2 separate regions of the Sander lucioperca genome follow, and region 1 is linked to region 2. Evidence: chromatin contacts called from public Hi-C data. All regions are on one chromosome and are shown on one strand. The core of a region is the stretch at or near the end of the contact, and the rest is flanking DNA. Distances in the headings are between cores, read along the strand shown. Region 1 holds the start of ipo11 (importin-11). Region 2 holds the start of htr1aa (5-hydroxytryptamine (serotonin) receptor 1A a).

The links. Hi-C and Micro-C count contacts between places; a contact is called where the count stands out from the background.
Region 1: a contact with region 2 is called in a Hi-C map of liver, with 4 times the contacts expected there. The contact joins the promoter of ipo11 here to the promoter of htr1aa in region 2. A contact is called at or near these places in 2 of 2 Hi-C or Micro-C datasets (liver and muscle).

Annotation. Positions count from the first base shown.
Region 1 is chr2:9,200,658-9,205,715 of SLUC_FBN_1.2, forward strand. ipo11 (importin-11) reads right to left here and starts at 1,789. Exons shown (of 30, transcript XM_031305262.2): 1 at 1,624-1,789.
Region 2 is chr2:8,964,022-8,969,500 of SLUC_FBN_1.2, forward strand. htr1aa (5-hydroxytryptamine (serotonin) receptor 1A a) reads left to right here and starts at 1,864. Exons shown (of 1, transcript XM_031306048.2): 1 at 1,864-3,772. The coding sequence starts at 2,092. The coding sequence ends at 3,381.

The DNA of each region.
Region 1 (5,058 bases), core at 539-3,038, 240 kb after region 2:
TCCTTTACTCACAGTAGGATAAACCTTTGAAAAGGACAGGCAATCAGTGTGAAGTAAGATGCCTCCAGTGCAACTGCAACAGCCTCCTCATAATTCCTACACATGATGGTAGTGTCAGTTTTACAAATGTGTCAAACCATCTTTAACTGACGAAGGAGGATGGATACCGAAGTTGTACAACATCCATATACAGCTGGAATGTGGTCAGATGTTTGTTGTTGGTGCTGATCCTCTAGCAGTCCACTAGATCTGTAACAACATAGGCCTCTTTCACTGCAGATCTTTTGACTTGTCATAGGAGGAGAAGCGCAGGTGTTACTAATAACATTAACGATGGCTCCATTGTCCATTTTGTGTCTCAAGTGTCTTAGTAAGCCATGGCAGTGGGACAGTGAGCCAGCATGCACAATACCAAGACCCTGAAAACAAAGCAGCTCGATGGAATTCAGCCATTATTATTGTCATTATTTACACCAATGCTTTTCCTATACAAATATATTCTGTGAAAAGGGCTTATTGTCAGGTTTTATATCGAGTGTTTTCTAATTTAAAGCACATGTCGCAGTTACATACTGTGTTTTGACCAGGTCAGAAATGAATGCATGCACCCACTCTCACCACATACGCTAGGAATTGACAAAATAAACCTTGCTTGACTTGACTGCCTGCCATTGACAATTTGTAATTTTGTAAATGAGTAAATATGCAACCTGTGTAACAGGTTAGTTAGCATGCTAACATACAGTGTTAGGTAACACTAACAGTTATACTGTAATAGGGCCAGGCAGAGGACAACTTGGCTTTAGTCAAATCAATCAAGCCGTATTGTAGATAACGTTTTAATTGGCAGCGTTAGCGTTAAGGCTATCTGCATTCTGCGTGATTAGCTAGCTAGCTAGCTGATAAAGTTTTGCTGCCGCTAGCTTACTTGTTCACTCAGCCAGCATTTGACAACTAACGTTTAGGCTAGCTAGTGTTAGCGGCAGGGGCTTGCATATGCAAAACACCAGACATTTAGCTGGCTAACGTTGGATAGGACCCCAGCACACTGTGTTGACTAGAGAGTTTCGTTCACTCAGTGTTGTTGTACAATACAACACTACTGAACTAACGTTACAGCTATATGCATCGACGGGTATATATGCATAAAACCGCTATGATAAATGTCAACATCATCACAACCACATTTGCTATAAAGCGTGTCTATGAAGTGGGTTAGTTGGTTTTCGAAGCGCAGAGAGAACCAAAACAAGCTGAGTGGTAGGGGGTCAGAAGAGAACAACAACTGTAACATTAACTACCTTTAGCTACATTAAAACTATTTTGATTCAAATGTGACTTCATTAGCTCTGAAATTATCGCAATATAGCCTAGGTTGCTTTGGTGTCCCTCTTCGCGTCATTTACAATGAAAATAAGATAACCGCATTTACTAATGAAAGTGGCTAACGTTTCACTTCCAAATCGTGCATAACGTTACCCCCCAAACACCAACGCTAACTTTGGGCTAGCAAGCAAGCTAAACTTAGTCAATGCGAAATCAAGGGCCGACAGTGTCCGTGAAATTAAATAACCTCTTTCCTCAAGCAAATGTCTTAAAATAGAAACATAAAACCGGACTCACCTAAAAGAACGACGGTTAAAAAACAAAATCTGTGCTGTAGCAGTGGCTGTACAGCGGCTGTTAAAGCTCTGCCAATAGTAACGTAATGAGAGATGGAAACACACACGCTTGTAGGAATGGCGCGAGCAACACAGCAGGCGCGCGCTGATGACGTCTGAGGTTTAGCAGGCGTCTTTCGTCATGAATGAATGGAGCCAGTTGTATACTGCTATGGTTGTGTGCTTCTTATCGTTGACATATATAAAAGCTTGTATGCTAAAGATATACAGGTATCATCATTACTCCTTCTCATCTTCATTGTTGTATTTTGTAAAGTACCCATAGCATGTGGGATTTATACAAATAATAAAACTCTGTATTAAGCACTACTTTATACATATATAACATATAATTGGCTTTTACATTTAGCCTTCCGCTTGCCTGATCAGGCTTATTCATGCATGTTGTATTCATAAATGTGAACTCACTCTTCGGTTGTGTTTTAACATGAAGTCGAACATGACAGCTGATTTAACTTTCAGCAACTCTGAAACTCTAAAGGGTGATTCTCTAAGATGGGTGCCTTTTGGATCAGACCTTTTCTGAGGTGAGGAAAAAATACCTTAATTATATTTCTTATCATTTCATGTGATAGTGGATTAGTTAAACATACATTACACTACAACAATACATTTCCCACCTAATGCATGAAATCCCAATCATCATTAGGTATTTTTTTCTCAGTGAAAGTTGTTTTGAGTCCCACCCCGTCAGACAACTTGGACCTCGGGTGTAAATATGATTTGAAAAGATATTCAAGAAAATTCTTGTAGAAGCTTAATAATCAGATGTCCCTTGGTTAAAATCATATTCTATGTAGAATTTTTATTTTCAAATACTCACCATTTGACTGCCAATCAGGTCATGAGAACTTTATCTAACATCAGCCTTCATATTTTATCACAAAATATGCATTAACATTAGGATTTGATTAGGCTTTCATAGTTTTTCTGATTGTCCTGTAAATTCCACACACAATTCAACAAACAAGAAAGGTGCAATATGTAATATATTTACTGTATTAATTAAAAAATGACCACAATATGTCATCAGATATTAAGATAACATGCTAAGCTGAAATACTATGTTTTCTGACAACAATGCTAAAGCCAGTATTTCCTCCTAAACAGGTAAGCATTAGCTTCAGGCTAATTTCTCACCGCTACTAGGGATGGGCATTTTCAGTCATTTCAACATTTGTGTACTCACATTGAATTTAGTAACGTAACGTTACTCGAGTTAGTTAGTCACAAAACAATTGAGACACAGCCAGTGAAGTAATTCCGACTGGTCACGCCATAACTGCTAACATTATACGGAGGACCAGGCAAGCGGGCCACGGGTGTTACATAGCCAACAAACGGTGAGTAATTTTAAGACAAGAAAGGGTGGCTGTAAATTGGTAGAGAGGACCGTGAGTTTGCGCTGTTTTTAGCAATTGTTTCCATTATTTTAAGCCAAGGAAGTGTGTCTGTCAGTGGGGTAGACAAGACGGCGATGTAGTGGTGTTTTTAGCGGCTGTCGCCATAATTTTAAGCCAAGGAAGTGTGTCTGTCAGTCGGGGAGGGATGACGGCGAGGTAGTGGTGTTTTTAACGGCTGTTGCAATAATTTTAGTCCGAGAAAGTGTGTTTGTCAGTTGGGTAGAGAGGATGGGGAGGTAGTGGTGTTTTTAGCGGCTGATGCCGTAATTTTAACATGAGAAAGTGTGGCTGTCAGTCAGGTAGAGAGGAAGGCGAGGTGATGATGTTTTAGCAGTTGTTGCCGTAATTTTAAGCCCAGATAGGGTGGTTGTCAGTTGGGTACAGAGCTCCGTGTGAGTACGGGCTTTTGTGACTAGCCAACATAGCCAGCATCTAACGTCAGCTACTCCGCTGTGCTGTGGAGTAATGTCTGGCTATGCAATACTAGCATCTAGACATTGATGATGCTGTGTTCTCAACCTGGCAACCCCCGTGAACTTCGAGTCTGGGGAGGAGGGGGCGGGGGAGACGACTCAGTCCAGTATTTTGCATTTGGACTGCAGTAACTATTTTAAACACTAGCTGTTAGTATTACATATTCAACCTTTAATCTCATATTTTTTCTTATCATCAAAATATCAATAAAAAACTATCAAATAAAAGGGTTGAACTGAGCGTGATGGGGTTGAAAATGGCCATAAGGTTGAAGGGACGATCAACATTTTGAATATGGTGTGAAATTAATGATATAACATTCAATAAAATGGGAATTTAATTTTATTAAAGTTGACGGTGGGCAACAATCAGAATTTTAGTCATATAAAACAACATTTTATGAAGTATTTAACATTTTACAAAATCATCAAGCATAAATTCATCCCAAACATCAATGGAATAGATCTGTCCATATGGTCCAAAAATCCCATATACAATGTATAGCATAGGCTATGGAAAACTACCTTGCTGGAATCTCATTTAGCTTAAAACTAGTATGCAAAACATAACTTTGAACTCTAAATACGTGACTATAACAGGTTTATTCATATATCCTTTATTCATAAATACTGGCCCACACTTTTTTCTGAATTTTCATATGTCGTGATGTCACAGGCTTATGGAGGCGGGATGAGCTCAAGTACGTCATCAAGTAGATAGCACATCCTCACGAGCAGGCCAAAAGAACCTGTTTGGGCCAACCCAGTGCATGCATTTAACTTGAACATGCGTATCATCAATTGCAATGATTATTCCTGGAAACAAATCTTGGTGCAGTGGCAGGGCAGGTGCAGGGCAGTGGTGTGTGTTCAGATTTGAACACACACCACTGCCCTAGCACCTCTGGGTCTTCCCAGTGGATTTGCGTCTGCCTCTGTGACACAGCAGCTGGCACCTGCTTAACAAAGCTAAGGCGCTGCTTGCGACCGTGCATTTGCGCGGCACTCAGACACCGCAAATTGTCACCAATGAAAAGGGAACTCCCTGCTCAGTTCAATGATACCTCACAAGAGACTCTACGTCATACAGTTCAGCAGCTGTGAAAGGTGGCATGGCAAGTCGTCACCAATGAAAAGGGAACTCTATGCTGAGTTCAATTATACCTCACACAAGACTCTACCTTAAATGGGTCACCAGCTATGAAAGGGGGCGTGGTTTAAGCATAGGGGTACATAATGTTATGTAAGTGGCTGTGGCCTGTATAAGTGGGAGTGGTTAAAGTATAGAGGGTGGCTCAGTATTACATGTAGACCACACATTCTAAGTTTCATGTAAATCGGATGATGTTTGTCATATAAGGCTGATTTCCCGTTGCCAGCGGGGGGCGCTATGGCGTATAGATGACCTCAGGCCTGGACCCTTGTCAATCGTGAGACATTTTGGCCAAATTGGACAATGTACACTAAAGTTACAACAACTTCTTCGTTCATCGATAAATG
Region 2 (5,479 bases), core at 614-3,113:
CCATCTCTATGTCACTGGCTTTAAATATAATGGAGTAATGTACATTGTGTTATGTTTTTACAGTGTTCTGTCAGACAGCTTAAATACATTAATACTTTGATGACTGCATATCGATGTTTCTTGTAGTTTGTTGGACACTTAAATGACACTTACAGTACATATAAAGAACATGACTTTCATTGTTACTGACAAACCAGACTAAAGGACAACACACACTGTCTGCTGCACGTCAATTGACGATCACACACATAGGAAGTGTCATACAGAAAATACTATAACTATAGTATAAGGCTGAAACATGTACTTGTATTGAGCTCATTAATTGAGTAGATCCACTTTGTGCAGCTTGCAGCAGGCATTAGTTAGCCAACACTGCACAGTCAGGCAAAGTCTTCAAACTTCTGCCCTCTGATAAAACACATCCATGTGTGACTGTGACTAAATGTCTAGTAAAAAACGTTACTAGTGTAAAACATAGCTAAAGGGCATAAGCTAGTTACATACTCGTTTTCATGTTGAAAGCAGCAGGAGGGTCAGTCAAGTTCAATGGTCATTTGGAGCTTTAGTGGGGGGTAGTGACACGTTGCCCATCTTTATATACAGTCTATACTGTTGTACTTCATGGACACAAATTTAAATGTATTCTTGGTTAAATGATCTTATAAACTCAAACCACTGTACACCCCTCCCTCCCTTGTTTTTCCTCACTAGCTGTTTTTATTCTAGGCTGTTTTCTGACTCTCGGCTGACATTATTTATATATATTTATATTAGTTGGCTCAAACACACTCGAACATGAGCCAAAAACAACTATTGTTTTAATTGTTTTCTAGGGGATCCTCTCTTTCTCTGTCTCCCTCAATTTTTTCAATTTCAATTTGCTTTATTGGCATGACAAAATCAATTTACTGTGTAGCCAAAGCATAGAAAAAACAACAACGAAATAAGAGAGTAAATACATGCTCTCACTTTGTCTCTCTGTCTATCGCTCTCCCTCTCTGACTCCGTCTTCTAACGCCATCAACAAGGTGCCAGAGGCAGTACGGTAAAACCTACATTTAAACCTGTGTTGACATCATCAAACACACACACGCACGCACACACACACACACACACACACACACACACACACACACACAGTTTGCTTCTCATCTTCAACCATCTCACTATCTCCCTCGGCAGCTCAACCCCCTCCTGTTTCCTTATCCTTCCTACGGTATCTTACTTGCCTTAAACCCCAAATACTGATACAACAGTCTTCATCATTTGATGCAGTACCCATCATTTGGGCAGCAGATGGCAGCAGCTCTCCTTTCTGGACTGTTGTGTCGCTGTCCCTAGTCCTGAAACTGCCTCTCGCTCCCAACGCCCTGGACATGTTACCTTTCTCTACATTCTGACTCGAATTGCGTTGTTGCGCCCTTAAACGCTTTATTTCCACATGTTTCCGAGTTCCCTTTAAGTTCTTTTTACTTGTCAAAACGACTGTTTAAAATGAAGTTGGCTCAAACAAGAAAGTTAATTAGAAGTGATAAAAGATATTAATATTTCCACCTCGCGTATCCCGATGTTTTGTAATAACTCAGTTAATAAGTATTAGTCCTGACTGACACCATTTGAGATGTAAACTAAAAAAAACAATCCACAATTTGTTACATTAAGCGAGTCCAAAGAGTAAAATAAAGGTGAGAGTTAAGAAAAGGAGAGCTCTGCGCCCTCATCGGCTTTCTGCAGTGAAAAACGGAGCAACAAGAAAAGCCGAGGCACAAAACTCCAGGGCGACCTCCACACGGTCTGACGTACCCAAATCTGCTGGTATAAATGAATTCACGGCGTCAGCAAGCTCAGAGGGTTTGCAGTACCAGGGAGCGCACCCGTCTGTTAACACTCACAGGCTATAACACACACACACCCCTCACACACGTCTGCGTCATGCGTCCTGAGAGCCACGGCATGAACGCGGTAACTCCGATGGACCCAGGTAAAACGCACAGCGGCAGCAGTCTGAGGGGCTGACTGTGTCCTGCTTATCTTTCCAGTTGCGTGTCCCTCACTGTTCTGAGAAAGTCGCGCTCTGAGTGTGGTCGCATTATGGATTTTATAACAACAAGCAGCAACAACAACAACAGCAACGCGACCAGCGGTTACCCTGATGGGGTGGAGGTGGTTGCCGACTGGGACGGGGGTGAGAATGGCACGGGGTCTGGGTCTCTTCTAGATGTGAAGCTGAGTTACCAGATTATCACCTCTCTGCTCTTGGGTGCCCTTATCCTCGCCTCCATATTTGGCAATGCGTGCGTCGTGGCAGCCATCGCCCTGGAGAGATCTCTCCAGAATGTGGCTAACTATCTCATTGGATCCCTGGCCGTGACAGATCTTATGGTATCGGTACTGGTTCTGCCAATGGCGGCCCTCTATCAGGTTTTAAACAAGTGGACATTGGGGCAGGAGATCTGTGACATATTCATTTCACTGGATGTACTGTGTTGCACATCATCCATCCTGCATCTGTGCGCCATTGCCCTGGACAGGTACTGGGCCATAACAGACCCAATTGACTATGTAAATAAACGGACACCAAGGCGAGCTGCGATCTTGATAAGCGTGACTTGGCTAATTGGTTTCTCCATCTCTATTCCGCCTATGTTAGGCTGGAGAAGCGCGGAAGACAGGGCGAACCCCGACGCCTGCATCATCAGCCAGGACCCGGGCTACACCATCTACTCCACATTTGGGGCATTTTACATCCCTCTCATCCTCATGTTGGTCCTGTACGGGCGAATATTCAAGGCTGCACGGTTTCGGATTCGAAAAACAGTCAAGAAAACCGAGAAAGCAAAAGTGTCAGAAAAGTGCTTGACTGTGTCTCCGGCCATCTTCCATAAGAAAACCAACGGGGAGGCCGAGGGCAAAGGCTGGAAGCGCAGCGACGAGTCCAAATACAGCTCTCCGTGCGTAAACGGCGCGGTGAAGCACGGAGAGGAGGGTGAGTCACTTGAGATCATAGAAGTTATCAGCAACTCAAAGACGCACCTGCCGTTGCCCAACACCCCTCAGTCCTCCTCGCAGGGCTTTGAAAACATGAATGAAAAGACCTCGGGGGCGAAGAGAAAGATCGCGCTGGCCAGGGAACGTAAAACGGTGAAAACACTGGGGATCATCATGGGAACTTTCATCTTCTGCTGGCTGCCCTTTTTCATCGTCGCACTTGTGCTGCCTTTCTGTGCAGAGAGCTGCTACATGCCTGACTGGCTGGGTGCAGTCATAAACTGGCTGGGCTACTCCAACTCTCTCCTCAACCCCATCATATATGCCTACTTCAACAAAGACTTCCAAAGTGCTTTCAAGAAGATCATAAGATGCAAATTCCACAGACTGTAACCACACCCAGTGAAAACATTTGTCTACTTAAATGTGGAGTAAATTAATTGACAGCAGGAAATGTTCACTGACTGTATGGGGGAATAATACAGACTTTCATTCAGGGAAAGTCTCTTTTCGGTGTGTGTTCGAGGACCGTGTAGAAAGAAAACCCGCGGGGTCACTGACCGATGAAATGAGACAGGAACTTTCACTCTTAATGTACAAGCTCATGTTTATTCAGTGTTGTAGCTACAGTATATATCCTATATGCGACGGCAGCCATTGTTGTATTGCCATGCAACACGTGTCATATGCTGATTCCATGCATTTTATCATGAGATAAACGCGGGGTTTCCGTCCTATATCAAGAGCTTTGTAGCACTGAAACAATAAAAGCAATCAAAAATTATTATTAAGAAATATGGGTCAATTTATGTTTAGAAAATAAAATAAAAAAGTAATGAACCAAGCAGAGATCAGGGCTATTATGAACAATCACAGTTTCACTTGGGACCTGTCTCATCATACATCTTCATATATGTAACAAATGAATCATTGACTGTTGTTGAGCAAAGAAAGCAGTGAGCACTTATCAATTTGCTTTGACAGGCAACACTGGTGATGGTGGGGGCGATCAGGTTATCAGTGCATGGTGTGTTTACTTACTTACAGCAAATGGGTATCTAAAAAAACCCCACCGCCTATCCATCAAATCCATCTCAAAGTCGAAAGCAAAAAGAGATGGGCAATTATTTATTTATTTTTCAAAAAAAGGAGGCTGGTATTACATTTATCATACATGTTCTCAGTCTCCCCCTCTCTCTTCTTATTCCAGAGCTCCCCAATCCCATCTCTCTATTTCAGATTGTGCTGTGTGTGTGTGTGTGTGTGTGTGTGTGTGTGTGTGTGTGTGTGTGTGTGTGTGTGTTTAATGCTCGAGGGGGAGCATTAAACATGTTCTTCTATATTAGATTATACAGTACCATTTCCTATCCAGTGCATTGAGTGTTTAAGAAGACAGCTTGTTACATCATTAGCATCAAGAAAAGCAGTGCTAAATTTAGTACATGCACTTATAACACCACATAATGTAGAGGGTTGCTCAGAGAAATAGACGACATAACAGAAAGAGTTGCAGAAAACATCACTGCTATAACTGCGCTCTTCAATCAAGCAAATCCCAGACACAAATCCACTTATCCACACAGTAGATACAAAGATAAAGACTGTCAGACGTTAAAAGAGGAAGGAGGAAAACAACTTTCAGGAAGAAGTCCCAATGAGGCCTACACGCTTCACAAGATGGGTGGCTATTTGGCTTGTTGTCTTGGCAACGCATCAAGCCCAAGGCATCATGGTCCAGACAAGGTGGTCGGCAGGCTGGGTGAGCATGGACCAGAAAGTAATGTACATTGTGGCAATTTAGAGATGACACCCGTGCATGTATACTACAGAAAACAGTACAGCAGTGATGCTGAGTTCTCAGGAGCACAGTAACACTGCACTAGAGTTGAAATGTTGAGTCAATTAATTTATAGTCATTTGACAGAAAAGTTATTCTGCTACTCTTGATAATCAAGCAACATATTGTTCCAGCTTCTCAAAAGTGAGGATTTGATGCTTTTCTCTGTCACATAGTCATTTGTCATTTTCATCATAGTAAACAAAATATCTTTTGTTTTTGGGACTGTTGATCAGGTAAAAAAACCCCCAGATATTTAAAATTGAATTTCACTGTTGGTTTGTTTTTTTACAAAATACTTAGTCGACAAAAAACAGCAGCTTAATCGATATTGAAGATAACCGTTGGCAGTGGCCAGCCCCAATATGCACTTATATTGACATTAAAAAGTACATAATTTTCTTACCAAATATTGATACTAAACTAGATTAGGCATCCATAACCACAACCAGCTGATTTTAGTTACAAAAACCTAACCTAAATGCATGATGTGTAACAGATAATTGTGTCAGGAGAAAACTGAGCTGGAAGGAGGACTTCATTAAAAGCCTCTATCTCTCACGACACTAGTTTCCTTTCTCCATCTGATCATTTTTGCTCTGCAGTGCATCAGTGCGACATCAATGTGCCCAAAAGGCTTTTAGAAAAATGAAT